Linked DNA regions of Mus musculus: all the other regions are linked to region 1. The links are chromatin contacts, called in public Hi-C, Micro-C and promoter capture Hi-C maps. All regions are on one chromosome and are shown on one strand. The core of a region is the stretch at or near the end of the contact, and the rest is flanking DNA. Distances in the headings are between cores, read along the strand shown. Region 1 holds the start of Pax7 (paired box 7). Region 2 holds the start of Fam43b (family with sequence similarity 43, member B). Region 3 holds the start of Camk2n1 (calcium/calmodulin-dependent protein kinase II inhibitor 1). Region 4 overlaps Gm32770 (a long non-coding RNA gene). Region 5 holds the start of Padi2 (peptidyl arginine deiminase, type II).

What was found. Promoter capture Hi-C pulls out the DNA fragments that hold promoters and counts their contacts. A called contact is a pair of places that touch in the nucleus more often than the background predicts.
Region 2: a Micro-C map of embryonic stem cells shows a contact between it and region 1, with 8 times the contacts expected there. The contact joins the promoter of Fam43b here to the promoter of Pax7 in region 1. A contact is called at or near these places in 3 of 39 promoter capture datasets (all in embryonic stem cells), 5 of 484 Hi-C or Micro-C datasets (all in embryonic stem cells), 1 of 115 datasets of contacts at active chromatin or transcription factors (embryonic stem cells) and 1 of 9 other capture datasets (embryonic stem cells).
Region 3: a contact with region 1 is called in a Hi-C map of embryonic stem cells, with 13 times the contacts expected there. The contact joins the promoter of Camk2n1 here to the promoter of Pax7 in region 1. A contact is called at or near these places in 2 of 39 promoter capture datasets (both in embryonic stem cells), 24 of 484 Hi-C or Micro-C datasets (differentiating embryonic stem cells, embryonic stem cells and stem cell-derived epiblast-like cells), 6 of 115 datasets of contacts at active chromatin or transcription factors (all in embryonic stem cells) and 1 of 9 other capture datasets (embryonic stem cells).
Region 4: a contact with region 1 is called in a Hi-C map of embryonic stem cells. The contact joins the enhancer-like site here to the promoter of Pax7 in region 1. A contact is called at or near these places in 3 of 39 promoter capture datasets (embryonic stem cells and liver), 4 of 484 Hi-C or Micro-C datasets (all in embryonic stem cells) and 2 of 115 datasets of contacts at active chromatin or transcription factors (both in embryonic stem cells).
Region 5: a promoter capture Hi-C map of embryonic stem cells shows a contact between it and region 1, with 2.5 times the contacts expected there. The contact joins the promoter of Padi2 here to the promoter of Pax7 in region 1. A contact is called at or near these places in 4 of 39 promoter capture datasets (cranial neural crest, embryonic stem cells, hippocampal neurons and 1 more).

What each region holds. Positions count from the first base shown.
Region 1 is chr4:139,831,669-139,834,356 of GRCm38.p6, reverse strand. It overlaps Pax7 (paired box 7), which reads left to right and starts at 1,389. Exons shown (of 9, transcript NM_011039.2): 1 at 1,389-1,530. The coding sequence starts at 1,446. Gm46873 (a long non-coding RNA gene) reads right to left here and starts at 889. Exons shown (of 3, transcript XR_001784470.2): 1 at 803-889.
Region 2 is chr4:138,395,110-138,397,797 of GRCm38.p6, reverse strand. Fam43b (family with sequence similarity 43, member B) reads left to right here and starts at 1,340. Exons shown (of 1, transcript NM_001081672.2): 1 at 1,340-2,688. The coding sequence starts at 1,791.
Region 3 is chr4:138,453,816-138,456,503 of GRCm38.p6, reverse strand. Camk2n1 (calcium/calmodulin-dependent protein kinase II inhibitor 1) reads right to left here and starts at 1,356. Exons shown (of 2, transcript NM_025451.2): 1 at 1,153-1,356. The coding sequence starts at 1,318.
Region 4 is chr4:138,699,013-138,701,700 of GRCm38.p6, reverse strand. Gm32770 (a long non-coding RNA gene) reads right to left here. Exons shown (of 5, transcript XR_390863.2): 2 at 1,246-1,416; 3 at 1,022-1,146; 4 at 226-321. Among named protein-coding and RNA genes, the nearest start is that of Gm32770, 23 kb to the right of the region's middle. Within about 2 kb of position 1,315, at least 21 of the 459 cell types and tissues checked have an H3K27ac peak or open chromatin away from gene starts, as enhancers often do. A contact at or near this core is called in embryonic stem cells, where this site is marked.
Region 5 is chr4:140,904,995-140,907,682 of GRCm38.p6, reverse strand. It overlaps Padi2 (peptidyl arginine deiminase, type II), which reads right to left and starts at 1,323. Exons shown (of 16, transcript NM_008812.2): 1 at 1,134-1,323. The coding sequence starts at 1,249.

The DNA of each region.
Region 1 (2,688 bases), core at 140-2,639:
GCCTTGCTGATGTCGCCTCCAGGACATTCTGAGTCCACTAGAAAGGGCTCCAAGGTGGTGGCCTAGGAGCTGGAGGAGGAGCTGGAGAGGTTATTCCCCAGGGTTTGGCAGACTCGGATTTGCCAGCATCTCTGGGGATGTATATTTTGCTGCGTTTCTCCGAGCTGCAGGAGGCCAGGCCAGGCCAGGCGCAAGCAGTAAAGCCCTGACAGGTATCAGCGAAGTCAAAATTCTTCCGGGGATGTCACCCTACTCTGTTCCGCCCAGGGAGGGAGTAGTTGTCAAGGAATGTTCAGAGCTAGTGAACTAAAAAGAGAAGGGACACGTGCGGTGGACCCTAGTCCAGGAGGCCAGAGATAGCCGGAGCGGACAGAGAAGATCCCAGCCCAAGGCCGGCTTTCCTACACAGCGGGCAGACAGCTGAAAGCCGTCCGGAGCACAGACCTGCCAGCACATCTCTGGACAACACTTAAAAGAAGTTACCCTCTCCCTCCCTCAGAGCACCCCCAGCCCACGCCATCCCTGGACTCAGAGTTTCAAATTATCTCCCTCCCCCGCGACCCCCTGAGGAAAAAAAGAAAGAAAGAAAAAGAAAAAAAAAGAACGAGGTCGAGTTGGAGATTAAAAAGGAAGGGGAAAAAATACTCGTTGGAGACTTCTTTTCGTTATCGGTCCCCTCTCCCTCCCGAACTGGCCCCCTTTCCTGCTCATGAATAAAAGAAAAGTCCGAACCTATCAGATCTCTCTGGCTGCAGCCTGCTCCCTCCCCTTCCCTGCCGTTGAGCACTTTTGCACAACTTACCCAGCTGATCGCTCGCGCCCCCTCGCTTTTCCTCTTGTGTTCCCCAACCCTGTCGCTCGGGTCACCTCCCCTCCAGTCCGAAACCCGAGCAGGAGCGCGTCCCCGTTCCAGTCCTCCGGGGGACAGGGTGTGAGGGCCAGCAGAAAGAGGCGCTGAGAGGAGGGATCGAGGGGAGGAGGGAGTCCGAGCCAGAGAATAAATATATAAATAAAGACCCAAAGAAAGCCACTCCGCAACCTCTGGGCTCAGGAACTTCGGCCGGGAGCGCGGGAGCGGGTGGCCCGCAAGGCGCAGCTGGGGACAGGGAGCCCGGCCTGCTCGGCCCACGGCAGCCGGTGTCATTCGGCTTAACTTCTGGCCGAGCCCGGCGGGTGGAGGCGGACTTGGGGTTGGAGTGTTTGTTTGTTTGAACTTCCTTGTCGCCACCTTCCACTCCTCCCGCCCCCACCTCACCCCCCCCCGCGCCCAGCTTCTGGAAGGGGCGCGTCTGCAACCGGGTGGGGGGGGGTGCAGAAGGGAGGGGGAAGAGGCTAGTGGGGGGGGGAGGGAAGAAGAGGAGAGGAGGATCGCAGCAGGGGTGAAAGGAAGAGACGCCAAGAGGTTTATCCAGCCGACTCTGGATTCGTCTCCAGCGTGCGCAGGAATGGCGGCGCTGCCCGGCGCGGTCCCCAGGATGATGAGACCCGGCCCGGGGCAGAACTACCCGCGCACCGGCTTCCCCCTGGAAGGTAAGAGAGCGCGCAGGAGGCCTTTACAGGGTCCCCCGGAGGACCTCGGAGATGGCACCCTCCAGGGGAGCGAGCAGCGGGGCTTCCTGGGCTCTGCTGGGTCCCAGTCTCCGCGTGGGACACGGGAAGTTTCTAGAGCGGACACTTGTCAGTTTCTGCGTGGACTCCGCTGACCCTCGGCCCGCGCTCCGTGGGTCACCGGCTGCCGGCCTTTCGCCGCAGGATGCGACTCCCCGGGGAATTCGCATCTGGTCCGTTTTGCGCTCCGGTAAATTCCAGGGTTTCCCACTCTTCTCTGACACAACAGAGTTCCCGGGTCTCTGCGCAGCGCCGCCGGCTTTCTTCCCTAGTTTTGAATTGGTCCCTCAAAGTCGGGATGGGGTCCCTCCAACCCCTTTTATTTCGAAATACCAACAAGCGACACTCTATTTCCACTCCACCAGACCGTCCGCTTCCTCCCAAGCAACTTACTAACTGGCTTTTTTTTTTCCCGGCCCCGACACAAACTAATTAAAAACAATGCATAGTGCCTTATTTCCCGCAAAAACAAAAACAAAAAAATTAAAAACATAACTTTTCCCTACGTCTTTCTAAAGTCTGCAAATGTCCCGGGAAAGAAACTCAAGACCAAAAGAGGGTACAGCAATCCAGGGGACTGTTTTGAGTCTCTAGCCACTCGGGGATGCAGAGGGGACCGGCCGGCGGCGATCGGCCGGGAGAGGAGAAAGGGCCCCTTTGCGCGCCCCCTCCCTTTTCTATTTAAACCTATGGAAGGCTTTCAGCCAGTCACCGAAGGGTCTTCTAGTTTCCTCGGCTCAGACAGCCCATGGTGTCTCAGGAGCAGTTAGAAACGGCGTGCCAATTTTATTTTTTAGCCGCCCCTCTTGTCATTGTGTGGGCCCCACTTGTGGGTGCGGGAGGATGGGGAGAGAAGGCGAGAAGGGGCGGTCTGGCAGCCGGCGATCTAGGGAGGGAGCCCCCTCCCTCGGGCAGCGAGAAGCCGCCGGGTCCCCGAATTAGACAGAGGCGAAGAGAGCGGGCTGCGTGATCAAGTGCGCGCGAGCGGCCACGCAGGCGGGAGAGCGCGGCAGCCGGGGATTTGCCGGAGTCCTCTCCTGGAACGAATGCAAGCAAAACAGGCGGCTAAGGACGCGCAAA
Region 2 (2,688 bases), core at 91-2,590, 1.4 Mb after region 1:
ACCATGTGGTTGCTGGGAATTGAACTCAGGACCTCTGGGAGAGCAGTCGGTGCTCTTCACCACTGAGCCATCACTCCAGCACCTTTTTTTTTTTTTTGGTTTTTCGAGACAAGGTCTCTCTGTGTAGCCCTGGCTGTCCTGGAACTCACTTTGTAGACCAGGCTGGCCTCGAACTCAGAAATCCTCCTGCCTCTGCCTCCCAAGTGCTGGGATTAAAGGTGTGTACCACCACGCCCAGCTCAGGACCCAACTTTTAACTCGTGTTGGCAATAGAGAGCCTTAAAGCCGTGGGACCTGGGGCCCACATAAGAACAGTCCAGGAAGTCTGGAAGCCTGAGGCTTAAACTCAGAGAACTAACTGTGTGTCCTGACATAGGGCTGGTTTTTGTTTGTTTGGTTGGTTTGGTTTTGGTTTGTTTTTTCAGGACTCTAGAGCCCCTCCCCAGAGGATGGAGACAAGTGCCTGGACTCTATGCAGAATGGCCAAAGGTTGGAGGGAAGAGAGAAGGCGAGGGCCAGCTCTGGGGTCACTAGGTTCTGAGTGACCCATCTCCTTCCAACCACATGAGCCTGAACTGCCTTGTCTGAAGGATTTGAGGAGATCGCGAATGCCAAGCACTTGGGAACTCCAAAGTCGGTCTCTGCAGATAGGACATTATCTGTCTAATCTTCAAAGAGCCAGAGGCTGCACTGTGACCAGAGGGAGAGCTTCCCTGCTGCAGTTCCCACAAGTCTCAGGTCTGCTCTGGAAACCCTTTCCCACCATCAAGAATCTTCTCCCCTATTCTGTCCTGACCACCAGCGGTTGCTGGTGTGGTGGTGTGACCGACCAGTCAGTCTCTCAGCTCAGGGGAAGCGGCCTAGTCCACGACCTTGGAGGAACCTGGGAGAAAGCTTCACTAAAAGACAGTACTTTTCCACTGCTCTGCTCTCGGCCACCTCAGCTGGCTTTATGCTGTGCACAGAAGAGGCAAAGGGCACCAAACCCCAGCAGGAACCCACCCCAAATCTCTGCTTTCAGAGAGGAGAGATGCGGGTAGGAACGCTCTGTGGGTGAGGGACAGCAGGCGGGAACCCTAGAAAGAGAAGGGGCTCTCCCTGGGAACTCGGAGTCCACCAGTGAAGCTGGAGAAATTTACATTCGTAAATCCCTCCGCAATATTTTAGGGGATTCCCGTTCCTTCGCTGCCCCTCTATTCTTCATCCTTCCAATGATAAAGCTTAAAACAGTTCCAACGCGCCTGTGCTGGGTCTTGGGAAGCGCGAGTCTGCGCGGAGGGGGCGGGGGAGAGGGAGGGGACAAGAGAGCTAGCGGTACCGCCCGGTGATGCAGGCAGCCAAGGGAGGTGGAGTCGCGACGCCTGAAGGAGTCCCCACCGCAGCGGTGCTCTTGGTCCACCTCATCCAGCAACCACCAGACCCTGCTCTAAAGACGTCCCTGCCACTGACTCGGCGGCAGGGACAGTGGCAATCGCCCCTATAGTCGGGCCTTGGGGACATTTATTGCTCCAAACCCTGTCCCTCCTTGCTTCCCAGACGGCTGGAGTCATTCCTGGGGGAAGCTGCTCCGAGCCGATCAAGCAGCCGCACGGGCATCTCAGCGGACAGCCTGGCTGGGCACCGGGCATCTGCGAAGCCAGCCCCGCCGGATACTGGGCATCTCTCACAAGGACTGTCTTCGGCCGCCGCCCAGCTTGTCGCAAGTCCTGGGCGGTGGGCTTCTGAGCGCCTTTGGCCTTTCCAGGACCCAAGTGAGCTTCCCCGCGCTCCCTGCCCTTTGGGCCGCCGCGATGCTGCCCTGGAGACGGAACAAATTCGTGCTAGTGGAGGACGAGGCCAAGCGCAAGGCGAAGAGCCTGAGCCCCGGGCTCGCCTACACGTCGCTGCTCTCCAGCTTCCTGCGCTCCTGCCCGGACCTGCTACCGGACTGGCCGCTGGAGCGTCTGGGCCGCGTGTTCCGCAGCCGGCGCCAGAAAGTGGAGCTTAACAAGGAGGACCCCACCTACACCGTGTGGTACCTGGGCAACGCCGTCACCCTGCATGCCAAGGGCGACGGCTGCACCGACGACGCTGTGGGCAGGATTTGGGCGCGCTGCGGGCCGGGAGGGGGCACGAAGATGAAACTGACCCTGGGTCCGCACGGCATCCGCATGCAGCCGAGCGAACGCAGCTCCGGGGCTTCGGGGGGCCGCAGACCGGCGCACGCCTACCTGCTGCCGCGCATCACCTACTGCGCGGCGGATGGGCGCCACCCGCGAGTCTTCACCTGGGTCTACCGCCACCAGGCACGCCACAAGGCCGTGGTGCTGCGCTGCCACGCTGTGTTGCTGGCGCGGGCGCACAAGGCGCGCTCCCTGGCCCGCCTGCTCCACCAGACTGCGCTGGCGGCCTTCAGCGACTTCAAGCGGCTGCAGCGCCAGAGCGATGCGCGCCACGTGCGCCAGCAGCATCTCCGTGCGGGGGGCGCCGCCGCCTCGGTACCCCGGGCTCCATTGCGCCGCCTGCTCAACGCCAAGTGCGCTTACCGGCCTCCGCCGGGCGAGCGCGGTCGCGGAGCTCCGCGGCTCAGCAGCATCCAGGAGGAGGATGAGGAGGAGGATGCGGAGGAGGAGGACACCCGGGATAGCGAGGAAGGAGCCCTGCAGCGCGAACGGCCCGAGGTGCTCAGCCTGGCCCGGGAGCTGAGGA
Region 3 (2,688 bases), core at 107-2,606, 1.4 Mb after region 1:
CATCCTAGATGGATTCTAAGAAGGAGCAAGCCAGAGGGAGCCATCCCAGCTCGACTGCAACCCGATGCAACCCTTTACAAAGAAGTCTCCTAGGCTGATTCTTAAGGAGAGAAAGGGAAACTGAGGTCTTCAGATCACTGGTGGCGGTAGCCCAGGCCGGGTTCAAAGATGCCCGGAGCAGGAAGGAAAGCTGGGGTAGGTTCCCACGCCGATCAGCGGCTGCAAAGTTTAGGCCTGGCCTGAACGGGTGTCCCCCTCCCGTTCTCCCTTCCCCGTTCCCCGGTCTGTAGCCTCCGCCCCTCCGCTCTCTGTGCCACCGCAAAGGGCAGAACCTCCCTTCGCTGCCGCCTGGGGCTTTACCTTCAGTTGCCTCTTCCGCCTGCCTCACTGCCTCCACTGGCCTCTCTCAGTCCCTCCACCGGTCCCTGTACTGGATGATCAGATCACCTGTCCAGAACTCTGGGTCTCTACCCGTAGGTCTCCTTGTCTGTCACCCTCATTGTTCCAGCACTTCAGCGTCCTCCCTAGACTTGAGTCCCAGGCTCCCTTACAGCTCCCTCGCTTTAGCTCTCAGCCCACCTCGGTCTCCCGACCATCTCCCCACTTCACCTCGCCACCCCAGTCTTTTCCGGCAGCACCCTGAGTCTCGGTTTCCCTGGGGCTTCTCCAACTCCAATATCTCAGGCTAGACCACCCTTCTCCCCTCTGCCAAGTAACAGTGAAAAGCCAGTGCGACCTGAATGCTCCTCGCCCTTCCCCGCGGGAGTTAAGGTCCTTCCCCTGCAGCGCCCCACGCAGACCCCTAAGAAGCTCCAGGACCCCTTACCCCAGGGTGGCCGAGCAGAGAGAGTGCAGATGCGACTCCACTGCGCAAAAAGGGGGAGGGGTGTGAAACCTAAAAGCAAACTTTGGTGCGGTTGAGGACGCGGGTATAACCTTTGGGCCTCGGCAGCAAGTAGAGGCTACCACGCCCCCGGGTGACCCCGCTGGTGGCCCGGACAAGCGGGGACTCTTGCCCGAGGCCTGATCCAGCTTCCGCCGCAGGAGGGATCCCTAGATCTCGCAGATGGTCCTCCTACTACCGCGGGGACCCCTGAGCCCCAGCCAGGCTGCAGCACCAGCACCGCAGGGGGTAAGGGGCGGGGAACTCACCGCGCTTGCTCCGGCCGATCTGGCCCAGCTTGGGAGGCCGCTTGCTCTGCCCAGCCCCGAAGAAGTTGTTGGTGTCCTGCAGGCGGCACGAGAAGATCTGGCCCACGTCGCCGCCGTCGCCGTAGGGGCTCAGCTTCTCGTCGCCGTAGGGCAGCACCTCCGACATGGTCGCGTCCGGGGGCTCCGAGGCGGCACCTCCTCCGCCCGCGTCCCCGCCCGCGGAGGACAGGGTCAGCGGCGCTGGGGCCGGGGATGGCCGGCCGGGGACGGCCCTCGGGGCTGCCGCGGCGCTGGGGCCGGCGAGAGGCCGGGGAGGGACACCGCTTGGGGCAGGAGCGCGCAGCCCGCGCGAGCGACCCAACGAGCGCCCGCAGCTGAGCTGCGCTGCGCTCGGGCTCCGCGCGCGAGTGGCTGCTGCTCCGGCAGCGGCGGGCAGGACTCACATCCTCGGCGCTCTCGGGCGCGGGGCGGGGGCCGAGCCGGGCGGGGCCGCGACGCGCGGGGAGGAGGGTGTCCCTGCGAGCCCGGAGGGCGCGGGACCGAGGTGGGCGCACCCCGGGGAGCGCGCGGGCCAGTCCTGCCGCGGATGCGGGCGGCGGCAGCGGCGGCGACTCGGGGACTGTGAAGCAGCGAGCGGCCGAGGGGGAGGGGAGCAAAAAGGAGGGAGGGCAGGGGGAGGAAACCCGGAGGGAGGGAGGGAGGGAGGGAAGAAACCGAGAGGGCGACGGGGAGAAAAACAGAAAGACAGAAGAAGGCAAGGGGAGCGGCGGGAGGAGGGAGGGTGAGGAAGGAGGGAGAAAAAGAAAAGGGGGGAGACTAGATTTGGATCGGAGAGGCAGAGCGGAGAAGCGAAAGAGGGAAAAATAGAGGGTCGGAGAAGGAAGGAGGAGAGAGGGGGGACAGAGGGAGGCAGGGACGAAGGAGCAGCCTGCGAGCTGCTAGGGAGAATGCCAGCCCAGGCTGAAAGCGAGGCGCCAGAGGAGGGAGGGAGGAGGGGACCCGTGGGCCTCGGGGAGAGATCCCTGGAAGCTAAGCGACGTCACGGGGCCGCGCCGGACCGCGGCTGGCTTCCTGCCCCCGCCCCCGTTCCCTCCGTCCCGCCTGCGCTGAGGGGCCCCGGTGCGCCCCGCCCCGCCCCGCCCCGCCCCGCACGGCCCGCGCCCCTCCCGCGCGGTGTTTACCCGACCCGGAGCCTGTGCGCGCCGGCTCGGCTGGCTGTGACTCCCGAGGGGAACCCGAAGCAGTGGGAGGGGAGGGGACCGAGGACGCACCGGCCGGGAAGGACGCGGATGCTGACCTCCCTGGAGGCCAGTTACAGAGGTCAAGGATCGGAGCGTACTGGGCCACCCGCGGGCACTCCTCTCCCTTCCCCCACCACACTTGTGCCCCACTTAGACCCTGCCGGGCATTCCTCTATCCCCGTGCCCACTGGATCTGCCAGGAAGGCCTTTTTCTCACTTCTTGTCCCTCTGTGCGGGGGCCCTGGCTCCCCCCGCACCAACCCCGGGGACAAGAAGGAGGGGAGGAGGGGGCAGC
Region 4 (2,688 bases), core at 66-2,565, 1.1 Mb after region 1:
GAGTCCCTAACAATAGCACATTTGCATTGCAGGTTCTGGGTGACTTTCTTTGAATGAGCACTCTTTGAACCCAGGAAGCGGGTGGGTGGAGGAATGTTGCTATCTGTTTTATGATTAGCATACCTTTACAAAGGCCACATTTCCAAGCCTGGGCCTAAAGGCCTAGAATTCTGTTTTTATGTTGTTATACTTTCACACACAGCCTCTTTGTACTCATATTCTGACCTGTAGACTCTGTGAGGCGTCAAGCTTCAGGCAAGACGGATCCATCCATCCTTCTTGCTGGGATGATGGTCCAAAAGTAACGGGAAAGCCCAGCCACTGAAAGAGAAGACAAGAAAGCATTTTGCTTCCCTCGGTAGGCAAAGAATCTGGACGGAGGGTCATGCCAAAGCACGACGTATGTTTCAATCCAACACTTTGGAATTTTGAAAGTTCAACATCAGGTAGTCTCTCCCTCTGGGCAGGGGGAGGGGTGGCACTCTTCTCAGTGTCCGCTCAGTGTGCACCTTTTAGACACAGATTGGCTGAAGAGCCCTAGTGCTGTGCAGTCTCTCCTAGTCCATCCCAGAAAGCAAAAAGAAAGCATGCTGTTTTCACCCCTTGTTGGGGACCTAAACAGCCATGTCCTTGGAGACCAGGACCCCACAGCTGCAGGAGATTTTAAATAGGAAAAGGGAGCAGGAGAGAGACCAGAGACTGGAGGTGACCTGTAGGCAGGAGAGGGGGCGAGGAATGCTGTACATGTTCCTTCTCTGTCTTCAGGCACAAAGAGCCCTCTGTGGCATTTAGTTCCATCCCCCACCCCAGTTCTGCATAGTCCCTCACACGGCTGAGTTTCAGAGCAAGAAAGAGACGGCAGTACCTAGACAACTGAACTTGCCCAGAGTCTGCACCTATCGCCCAGAGCCGAGCCAAGGTATTGCATAGAGCAGCAGAGGTCCTCCAGCGACCAACCCCAGCACACACCCACCAGCTGAGGCCAGAGCTGCTACTCAACCAAAGCCAGAAGTATTTTCACCTGCTCTCTGTGGCATGGTCCCAAAAACCCTGAACCAAGACTGGGCCAAGAGGTTCTGTAAGTCAGTTGCAGGCACTGGCTGGCTCTGTGGAATTCGAGAGAACAGTTTCTGTCTCTAGGTGTTCCTGGGAATCAAAGGACGACAACTCATTCGTTCAGTCTATTTACCACCATTCCCTACTAATTAAACAAACAAACAAACAAGACGACAAACCCCCACAAACCTCAGAGCATGAAGAGGCTTTTCTGTCCACTAGATGGCACTGTGCCTCTAAATGCAGCAAATAAGGCCTGGAGCAGACCAGGCGGCGTTCTACTGGTTCCAGCTGGCTGAGAAGGAGGCAGGTACCAGGATGCTGCACTCCTTGGACCAAGTCAAGACGTACAACTGGGCTCTGCAGGTAGAATCAGGACAGAACGGGAAATGGTCAAGAACTTTGAGTCTCACAAATCGATTTGGTTTTCAAAGAGTGTGTCTTAGTTAAGCCCCAGATCCAAATCCCACATGGTAAACACGGGGATATGGTGGCACAGAGGTTTCTGATCCAGGCTGGGCTGGCCCTTCAAGAAACCAGCCTCGAAGAACCAAAGATTCCAAGATGTCTCTGTGTCAGAGTCCCTGCTACAAGTCCTTGATAACTGGCAGTCCATGCCACCTCAGCTTTTCTGCTCAAGCTCACAACATGACAGGGCTGGCATTGCTTTTCTCTTGGCTATAATCTTATTTGTGTGTGTGTGCACTTGTGTGTGTGTGCGCTTGTGTGTGTGTGCGCGAGTGTACAGATGCAAGCTAGCATTTTAATTATGTTCTAGGGATAAAACTCAACATCCTCACACGTGCTCGGCAAGCACATCTACCAACTGAGCCATCTCCCTAGACCCTCAATACAATATAATTGTAAAAGGTGAAGGTCAGTACACACCAATAAATGTTCCAGAACTACCGTGTTTAACACATAGTCACTAAGCCCTTCTTTGAATAACCAAAATCACTGTTTTAGAATTCTTGTAGTGGTATTGAGGGGGATGGATATTACATAATAAAAATATAGCTAAAGCTACACGAGGTTTTGGGGTATATATGGGAAAATACTCAAATGTGAGAAACAGAGCAGAACTTGGGTTGTAGTGTTTGTGTAATAAAAAGTGAACTTTTCTTCTTGCATTGAGAATTGTTTTGTTCTGACATTTGAAAAATATCAATAGCAAATCCTTAGTGCCTGAGATATGTTGGTTTCTGAGCAGCTTTCAGTATTTCCCTAAAAAATATTTTTTTTTCTTGTAGAATCTTTTTCCAAAGGCCACAAGTCCTGTGAAATGTGTGGATGGTTGAACTGTTTTAAAGATTCCTTTCTTAACCTTACCATAGATGCTTTCTCAGTTGATTTTTAAAATTGGAATGTTTTTGGCTACTGGGACAGTTTTAATTGTTAACTTGACATACTATTAGAGTCACCTGGCAAGGAAGTCTCTATGAAGGATCTTTTAGACTAGATTGGTTTATAAGGAATTACTTTGACATTGTGTTAATTGAGATAGGAAAAACTGCCCACTGAGGGTGCTACCATTCCCTAGGCAGAAGGCCCTGTGCTGTATCCAACTGGAGAAAGCATTAATCCACTGCTCTTGTCTCTGGACTGTGTCTGTGATATGATTGGCTGCTTCAA
Region 5 (2,688 bases), core at 74-2,573, 1.1 Mb before region 1:
GCCCACTGAAGTCCAGGCCCAGGTGAAGTGGAGGCTGGGGCTGAGGCTTAAGGGCTAAAGGAGCAGAGAGGGGCCCCGTCTTAGGCTTGCTGAGACCAGCGGGAACCGGGGCCTCCTGTGAAGTGGCCGAGCAGTGGGAAGGAGCTGGAGAGCGGGCAGAAGAGCATGAGGGGGTGCTTAGGTGGGCTTTGGGAGGCTCGGGAGAGTCAGGCGCTTTAGTGTCAGAATGGTCTGGGAACACGGCCCATAGAGGATGTACAGGCACAGAATCTGGCATGCCCCTCCCTCCAGCATGAAGCCCTTCCTCCCTCGCAAGGCAGAACACTGAGAGTGCTCGGAGCAGATGGTGGCTTCAGTGTGGCCTCTCAGGCTGCTCAGACTACTCCTTCCCCATAGCACCTTTCCTAGGTCCCACACTATACCCTATCAGTTTCTCTGGGTTTGTGGGACACACTCTGCGAGATTCCTTCAGCCTTCTGTCTCAGGTACCCTGACCCCCATCGAGCGAGCGTGTGGGCAGAGAAAATGGGGAAGAAACGGGCCCTGGCTCCCAGGGCCATAGCGGGTGGAAAGTGACCCCTCTCTGATCTCAGGGTGAAGTCAGGAAAGGTATTTGGGGACACAGCTCACAGCCAGTGCCCCGGGACAGGCAACCACCAGCAACCCCCCGGAGGGTGAAATCGGATAAGTACCAGGCCAGATTCCACGTGGGCAGTTCCCCTTTGGACAAGTCAGTCCCCAGCACATCCCAGGCTGTTTCTGCTTGCAGGGGTAGGCAGTCCACTGGTGGAGGAGGCTGGGCTGGGGTGAAAGGTCAGCCAAGAAGGAATGGGGGAGTGAAAGGGGCGTGTTACAGAGAGCCCATGTGTGTTAAAGTCACCCAGGAGAGGGGCTGGAAAGACCAGTCATGAGAAGGCTAGATTTAGGGAGTAGTCTCAGAGAGGAGGCTGTGACAGGGGCTGTAACTGTGTGTCTTAGAGGGGCCTCAGGATTGCATGGAAGTGGATCCTGGCCTGGACTCTCTCTGGATTTCTGAGGATCTCGAATTGAGGGGCAACCTGGATACTGGAGCCAGGTCCAGGGTCTCAAGATTTGTGAAGGGTAGGTGAGAGGGTAACTCTCTCTCGGCTCACCTGTAGACATCGGTCCAGAGCTGCGTGCCCAGCACGTACACCGCCTCCACGCGGCTCCCATACTGCAGCCGCACGGTCCGTTCCCGCAGCATATTTTCCCGTATAGGCGGCTGCATTCCGTGCTGCTCCCAGGAATAAGCACCTGCTGCAGGTAAGCCCTCCGCTGCTGCGCCTGCGCTCGCTGCCGAGCAGCCGGCGGCCTTAAGCAGCAGCCGGGGGCGGGGCGTGGGCGGGGCTTCCCGCCGGACTCCTCTTGGATTGGATCTGCAAACCCGTCCGTCAAGCCTGGCCCCGCCCTCCAAGCCCCTCTGCCCGCAAGTTGTCAATTCCTGTTTTCCGTGTTTGGCTTGTTCATTCTTTTATTCAGTAAATTCCCCTTTCTGGACGCTCCCCCTCACCTCCAGCTCCGAGGGGCAGAAAGTGCGAGCAGGAGTAGCCGAAGGGACAGGGCAGGAGTGAATAGGTGGCAACCAAAGCCAGTCTGGGGCCGGAGAATGCTTCTCAGAGGAAACCCTGAGGCTTCTTAAAGATCTTGGCAACACCAGGGGGTGGAGAGGAGCCTCCTGAACACCTTCTGGAAGCTGGACACCCCCCATATTAGATCCACATTGCCATGAGAAATAGGGAGTGGGGTGGAGTGGGGGGAACTGTGGCCCTGGCAGGGACCAGAATGCTAAGCCCAGGCATGAGAGCGACAGCATGAGCCTGGAATGGGGCTATCTGGGAGTGCATTCTGGCTGCCCCAGACAGCGTTGAGCATACTGAGCTGGAGCCAGTAGTGAAGACCCCGGATGGGGCGTGAGAGGACTGGCGAGGAGAGGACTGATCTGTGTGGTGTTTATGGATGGAGATTTGGGTGGCTCCCGGTGGCTGGGAGGATGTGCCTGGTTGAAGGACAATGGGCTGACGGGGCAGAGGATTAGGGCTCCAGCCTGCGACACCAAAAGACGTGCCAAGGTAGAGGTCAATGTATGGTCCTGAAGGCCAAGGTGCACCGTGACATCTAGTGGCAGGGTGGGGTCTGAAGCACTCTGAACCCCACCCTCAGGCCCTTTCTTTCTGAACTCAACCCTGGGGCTATGCAATTTGAGGAAGTGGCTTTTTCGTTAAGGGAATGGAGACTGAAGGGCGGGTGGAGGGGTGAATGTTGGAGAGGGAGGGGGACTGAAGGGAGCCCCAGCAAAGGGCACACTGAATTAAACGCATTGCTCATAGGTATGCCCAGGCACGCCCAGCGGCCCTCGACTCCATCCTTCTCCTCCAGATGCCCAAATTAGGAGATGGTAAAGACCCCAGCTGTTCCTGGGTATCAGGGATCTAGGAGGAATGTGGGTGGAGAAGCAGAGAGCCAGAATCTCAGCCAGAGGGGTCACTGTCTCCTGAAAGGCTTGGGGTTCAGATCCTGGGAGAAGCTGCTAACTTCTGATTGGTCCCTGGGAGAGCGTTCTCCAATCAGGAGGCAGCTTGTGGGAAAGAATCCAAGAGGCACCAGACTGGGAACCCCTGCCCTGCTAAGGTGGGCTCGGGTCTGAGGACCCCTCTGCAGGCAAGCAAG